Linked DNA regions of Mus musculus: region 2 is linked to region 1. Evidence: chromatin contacts called from public capture Hi-C data. All regions are on one chromosome and are shown on one strand. The core of a region is the stretch at or near the end of the contact, and the rest is flanking DNA. Distances in the headings are between cores, read along the strand shown.

Evidence for each region. Capture Hi-C pulls out chosen DNA fragments and counts their contacts.
Region 2: a contact with region 1 is called in a capture Hi-C map of embryonic tail, with 4 times the contacts expected there. The contact joins two enhancer-like sites. A contact is called at or near these places in 2 of 484 Hi-C or Micro-C datasets (the N1E-115 cell line and cranial neural crest) and 1 of 9 other capture datasets (embryonic tail).

What each region holds. Positions count from the first base shown.
Region 1 is chr12:33,590,500-33,593,804 of GRCm38.p6, reverse strand. No RefSeq gene overlaps it. Among named protein-coding and RNA genes, the nearest start is that of Gm23529, 140 kb to the right of the region's middle. Within about 2 kb of position 1,289, at least 24 of the 459 cell types and tissues checked have an H3K27ac peak or open chromatin away from gene starts, as enhancers often do. A contact at or near this core is called in the N1E-115 cell line, where this site is marked.
Region 2 is chr12:34,199,455-34,202,714 of GRCm38.p6, reverse strand. All of the region lies in intron 23 of Hdac9 (histone deacetylase 9), which reads left to right. Among named protein-coding and RNA genes, the nearest start is that of Gm51984, 14 kb to the left of the region's middle. Within about 2 kb of position 1,499, at least 29 of the 459 cell types and tissues checked have an H3K27ac peak or open chromatin away from gene starts, as enhancers often do. A contact at or near this core is called in the N1E-115 cell line, where this site is marked.

The DNA.
Region 1 (3,305 bases), core at 40-2,539:
TTTACTGGTTTTGAGTTTCCTTTTAAAATGGTGCCTGTATCTCTTAGATTTAGTGTGTGAACTAAAATAAAAATAAATTGCACTTGTCTGTTAGTGCTTAAAGCAAGGAAGGAATCTTTAGCGTATTTTGACCCTGATGTTTAATAAAATCTGCACCATTAAAAGGTCACAATGAGTCAAACGTACTCTATATGGATGCACAACAGTTACTGAATTTTATCTTTGAAACAACCTTTTAACGCAGGGGCAGTAGCCCATGAAAGTTCTGACAGTCACATTTCTCTTATTGGATGAAAAAGAGCAAGCTTACTTTTTTTTTTCCCCTGAATGCCTCTGGCCACTCCTGGAGATAAATCACACTGAACACACAACCCACCTTTCTATAGGGTAGAGTTTATTTGTGTCTTATTATTTATCAAACAGTAACTGAGGAATTTATGAATAATGAAACGCTTCTCAAAATAAATGAGGGATTCCTTTCGCTCCGTTATTAATTATAGACCCTAAACTGGACGCTTTGGTCAGGAGCGGAGGTGCTCAGAAGGAGCCGTACAAAGTGCAGGCCCTGCTGTGTGGGTAAACTGATGACTCAATTCTAATATTAGGTTGAGCCGGGCACTCGAACTCTGCCAAGCCAGCTCCACGGGGAGCCCCACTTCAGCCCACTCACGTTTCCTAATAACGTGTTCTGTTTCAACACAGCTCAAGCCGGCCCTGTTCCCCGTGGCATTTTGATGTGAAAATGAAGGCAGCGCGTACAATAATGGATTGTAGAGATTTTTTTAGGATAAGATTTTTAAAGCAGCGGGTTGAAAGGCCATGGCGGGTATTGTGACAACGGCACATAGCTATGACCTAATGAAAATTAGAAATGATTCGCCGTTAGTATCTCTCTTTTGTTGTTTTGTCACAAAATGACTCCCCCTGCATTAAGAGGAAGATAAATCAGCTGTTATTCTGAGCAGGAAGAAGATGCTGGCGGGGAGGAGGGGCACTTAGACCCGTATCCTTGTAAAAAATAGGAGTCTGAAGCAGATTTAATTTATAAACCTGAGGGCAAAGAAGTTTCATGTGACGCTGGCCATGCGTTTCTGTGTTTTGACATTAGGGATTTAAGCTATCAGGCTGGTTGAGATTTTTACGACCCCTTTAGACATGTTTATTTGAAATCTCCCTGGCTTTCCTTGGTGAACTTTAGCCATGCAAAAGAACCCCAGGGCACAGACTCACCTCTGGCAGATTTGTTTCCCATTTCTCTGCTCTCAGAACTCCAGCTCCACCAGTATTGCTACACAGATCAAAAGACCCGTGTTTATTGTCCAGGCCACATGGTGGAAAATATATCTCTGCATAAGCTCTGCATTGGGTTTCCTGCCTCGAGAAGACAAAATCCTTTCTGTTTAGAAACAAAGATTGTTCTTAGAGAGTCCTGGCCTTGCCTAAAAAGCTGTCCCGCCTAGCTGCTGGCAAACTCAGTACTGTTTCTGAATAGGGGAAAAAAAAATCATTGCTTCGGTTGTGGTTTTTTAATAACGCATCCCCCTTCCTTAGCGATCACAGCTTCAGAGGTCTTTGGAAAAGTCTCTCAGATTTCTGGACACCTTGTTCTTCCTCAGTCTGAAAAAAGTAAAAGAGTGCAGAGAGCAGGTGACTTGAATGTTTTTGCTGGATTTTGAGGGGTCAGCCACACATCAATCTCATCACTTTCTAGGTTTCTCCTCCATGATTCTGCAAGTGCTTATTCGGGGAATTAAAGAAAGTCCTTTTAATTGAGCAGATCCTGAATTAGTGCAACACCGTGGGGCATTGGGTATTACTCAGCAGCAAGGATTCAATTACCAAGGTCAACACAGATGTAGCTAAGTCCTCCAGGAACCTATTTTATCCTAAAAAGTCCACATGCAGCCACAGAGGGTTTTTTTTTTTTTTTAATTAGAATCCCTCTCTGCAATACAAACTTGTGAAAAGTGCTCCACTTTGCTACAAGAATAGGCTGTTTCTGCCAACGGCTTGAAGTGATCTAAGAATCTGCATGATAAAGCTTAGAAATCAGAAGAGACAATCTATGGACTAGAAAAAATTCCCTATATACCATGTATGTGACAAAAAATTCAAAGCCAAAATATTTCAGAAATTCACCCAACTCAGTAATGTGATAAACAAACAGCCTGGTTTTTAAAATGACAAAAGACTCTCATTCTTCCAAGGAGGAGAAACAAATTAGCGAATGCATGAAGCCTGCTCCATGTCATTAATCATCAAGGAAATGAAGATCAAAACCACACTGAGGGGTTACCCCTGCCTGCTAAGCCATCTAGGATCTGAACACTAGATGGGTGTTAATGAAGACATGGAGAAAGGGGAGTCTTTGTGTGGCGTTGAGAGAAATGTAAATTAGAATATCCATTATGGAAGACCATACTGTGTTCCTCCTGGAACTCGTAACCGAACTACCATACGACCAGAAATCTTGCTTACTGCTAGCTCCTCAAGGAAATTGAAATCAGTATGTTGAAAAGATATCTGCATCCTAATCCCTGTTCACTACAGAACTATCCACATAAGCCAAGATATGGAGCCAATCCAAGGATCCCTCAGCAGATGGAATGGATTAAGGAAATGTGCTATTTTGGGATGATGCAATGTTAGTCAACTTGAAAAAAAATTCTTTTTGACATTTTCAACAACTGAGATGAAACTGGGGAACATTATGCGTCATAAAATAATCCAGTCAAATGTTTCATGACCTTGTTTCTATATAGACTGTTAAATAATTTAAGTAAACAATCAAAAGTTCACCTTTTAGTCCCACAACCTCAGAAGCAGACAGGAGAACGGTGCTCAGTGAAGACTGCCGAGGAAGAGCATGGGGCTATGTTGGCCAAAGGGTAGAGTTTCAGTTAGGCAGGATAAATAACTTCATAGAGAATACAGTCACTACAAATTCAAAATTTAAGAGAGTAAATATTAAATGTTAGCACCCCCACACCACCAGCTAGATCTGGTAATTGAATCCCTAATAACCTGATAAGGTGAAGGGATTTCTTTATGGTGATAATTACACAAGGTACACAACAGCATTCGCCCGAATGCATGAAATTGTCCTTTGTTAGTCATACCTTGACAAAGCTAGTGGGGAAATGGGGCCCAAAAGGTTAACTATGGTTTCTGGGCAAGAACATTGCTTCCAGAACCCTGTATAATAAATTCCATCATAGTGTGACCACTTCGACCCTTTGCTTCCCTCCTCCTGTCCTCCCTAGTTCCCTTTGTCAGTCCTCCCTCTACTTACCAACAAGCTTTGC
Region 2 (3,260 bases), core at 250-2,749, 610 kb before region 1:
GGTAAAAAGCATTCCTACCATAGTGGCTCATATTTCATAATACAGGAACCATGAAGAGAGATTAATGATTGAGTCTGTCTTGAAGCTCAGCAGAATTTTAAATCTATCCACATCTCAAATTGAGGACATTTTACTTTTAAAACACATTCATATATTATCTTCTGTGATAAAGGGATATGCCTTATTGCACTTAAAATCAAAATGTTGGATTCCTTAGGATGTGAATTTTTGGCTGGGTCACACATTCATGAAATAATAGCAGTATTGAAGTTACCGATGTAGACTGAATTTGAGAAACAAATGAACACTTTTAATGAAACAGGAGCCAAACGCAAAAAAATTAAAATGTGGCTTGTTCAAAACCTGATATGGAATAAGATGAGTGTAAGTTGAAATATGTTCTCTCCTCTGTACCTCCAGTTTTAGACACTGTCTTTTAGATGCTCTGCTGCTCCAGTCTGACTTAATGCTTGCCAGTCCCTACCCCAGACACATTTCTGTCACTTTAACCTTTTGGGTGTTCAGAAATTCTACAGTAAAAATATCATTTCAGAAATATAACATCTCTCCAGCAAATATAATTACGCTCGGTGACCCAGCAGGTGGAAAAGATGAGGGTGAGTCGTATCAACCTCTTTATGCAGCACATTAATTTCTACAGAGAACTAAACTCTGCCCAAGGTATGCGAATATATTCCATTCTGTTGAGGGTTTTTTTTTGTTTTTTTGAAAATGTAAAATTAAACAATTATATGATAAGCCATTGCTCCTTAATTTGCAGTACCGCTTTCAATATCTTGTCTTTGTTGTAGAAGAGCATGTAAGACCCAATAGGGTCAATAGGCTTGGGAAGCTACAAGGTAGGAAAGGCTTCATGCTATGGTCAAGGGCAAACACAAAATCCTGGATCAAGAAGGGCTCACGAGATGCAACCTGAAATTTTCTTCTCTCGTAATCTTTGGTGAAGTGTATTGTCTTATAAAATGTCTGCATGCTCTCCTTGGGAAGGACTTCTAACTGTAACTGAACCACAAGGCTGCCCCCTGGTGCTTTATGTATTGTTTAATTGTTTGCCTTTGGTGAATGTTTTTATTAAAAGCCCATTATTTAGAGTAGGACCAAAGTGTCACTTTAAGAACAACAGAGGCAGAGCTGTTCAGCGGAATAGTTCCTTTTCATGGGTGTGTTTAATGCACACTGGATGCAGCTAATGAGCTGAAATTTCTTCTTGTAATACTTCAAAAAGAGCAACAACAACAACAAACAAAATTCTCCTTTTTTTATTTTCCTCTAATAAAAGGTGACTGGATTGGCTGTAAGAGCCATACTTGAGGATGGCTGTGCCCCAGCCAGGAGACGAGAACGGTGTCTGTCTGTGGTCATCTGCTCTGTCTGCCTCTGTTGTAGGGGATTTTGTTTCCAGTCACATACACTTCTCTGCACGTGGCCCTGGGATCATGGGAGGCAATGAAGTATGTGAGTTTCTCGGAGTGTTTACCAGGCCCTTTTGTGTTTCAGTGTATATCTGAGTGGGAGAGATAGGCCTTATTGTCTTCGGATTCTTCATAGTCTGTTTGCCAGGAAACTTCATCTCAGATTTTTTTTCCCAGCACACATTAGGCCCAGGAGTATTTTGAATTCAGTGATTCTAATGCTTGAGGTTCTTCTCTCTGAATAGCCCTTCTCTTATAGCTTCACCGGCACATTGGTCGCTTGCGAATTTGTTAGGATTTGACTCTGGAGAAAGTTCAGTGTTTGCCACCAGGTCCTCACAGACAGCAAGTAAGAGGCCTTTTCATTGTTTAGCTGTCTTCTTCCAGAGCTAATCTAGGGCTGTGACCCAGCCTCCAGCAAAAAATGAAAAGCCGAAGTACCTTGATACAATTTCTAGGCCCTAAATGATCTCATTAAATTCTGACTCTAGATATCAAGTAGACATTTGAGGAAATATGATTATTGACAAAATGTAAGCCTGTTATACACTATATTACTTCAAAAGGAGAAAGGCCATTAGGACATAATTACATCAGAAACAGTATACACATTGGGCTGGTTTATAAACTGTCACTTTCAGAAGTATGAAGACGTATAAAAGTTTCCAAAGGTCCCATTATGACCCTATTTCCAACAGTATTCTCTGACAAACTAAATAAATTACTGCATGTATTGGACCTTTGAGGCTTGGGGCAAAGAATGGAAAAATTATTTACAAAAGCTTGAAAATATTTAATCACTAGAGGCAGGGGGGCAACGGTGTTTTAATTAGCAGGTCCTCGGGCCATTGGCTGACTGGAGGCTTTCTCAAACAACCACACAAATGCACTGAATAGCTGTTTGCCAGCCTTAGGGTCAGGCCTGAGATGAAACAGATAAGATAATTGGCTCTAATGAAATCCAGAAGGCCTTGGCTTTCTTGTTTGAGCTTGGATTTGAAAAGTGCGTGTGGAAGTGAGGCTTAATTCAAACCAGAACTGAGCTAGGCCCATTTCTCAGTGACTTTGATATTGTTTGAAGTTCTGAAAGTGTTCGCCACACCGCTAGCCTGCTGGGCTGGGCCTCCCTGGTACCCTTAATTACTAAGCTTTATTGCTGACTTTACTACACAGGAAAGGGGCCATTATATGTTCCATCAACATCAGCTCTTCTCAGATTGGAGGAAAGGGCAGGGTTAAAGGCCACTGTAGGAAGGCAGCAGCTTCACTTTGAGGTAGGCAGATCATTTACCAGTGTTAAGTTTCAGTGTTATGTACATACATTCCTCACAACACAGAAGCCCGATTTCCATTTTTAAAGCAAATGATTACTTCTCTAAATATTTTCACTATGCCTCTTCCCACTCCCCCAGCAGAAGAGAAAAATAATTCCACACCATACAATATAACCGAATAAAAAATAAAATGAAAAACAAAACTTGACAATGCCTCCCAATTAATCATCATAGCAGCAGGCCAGGTCGGAATCTATAATAAGGAGGATTATTATTGATGCACCTTTGAAGTAGAGAAATCAGTGAGGAGCCCTCCTGTGCTGGGAGACACCCCGAGGAATAAAGACCCCTCAGGAGAGCCTACAGAATGAAATCCCCATTTTCAGACTCTTTCACAAAGAGGTTCCACAAAAGAGAATGCCTCCCATTCCATTCGGAAGCCAAATAGAAAAAAAAAAAAAAACAAACAAACAAACATGGAAGCGCCCTTTCCAGGACCCACTGAGTAGTGATGGGGTCACTACTTGCCACCAGTTGGTAAGGACAGAGTATG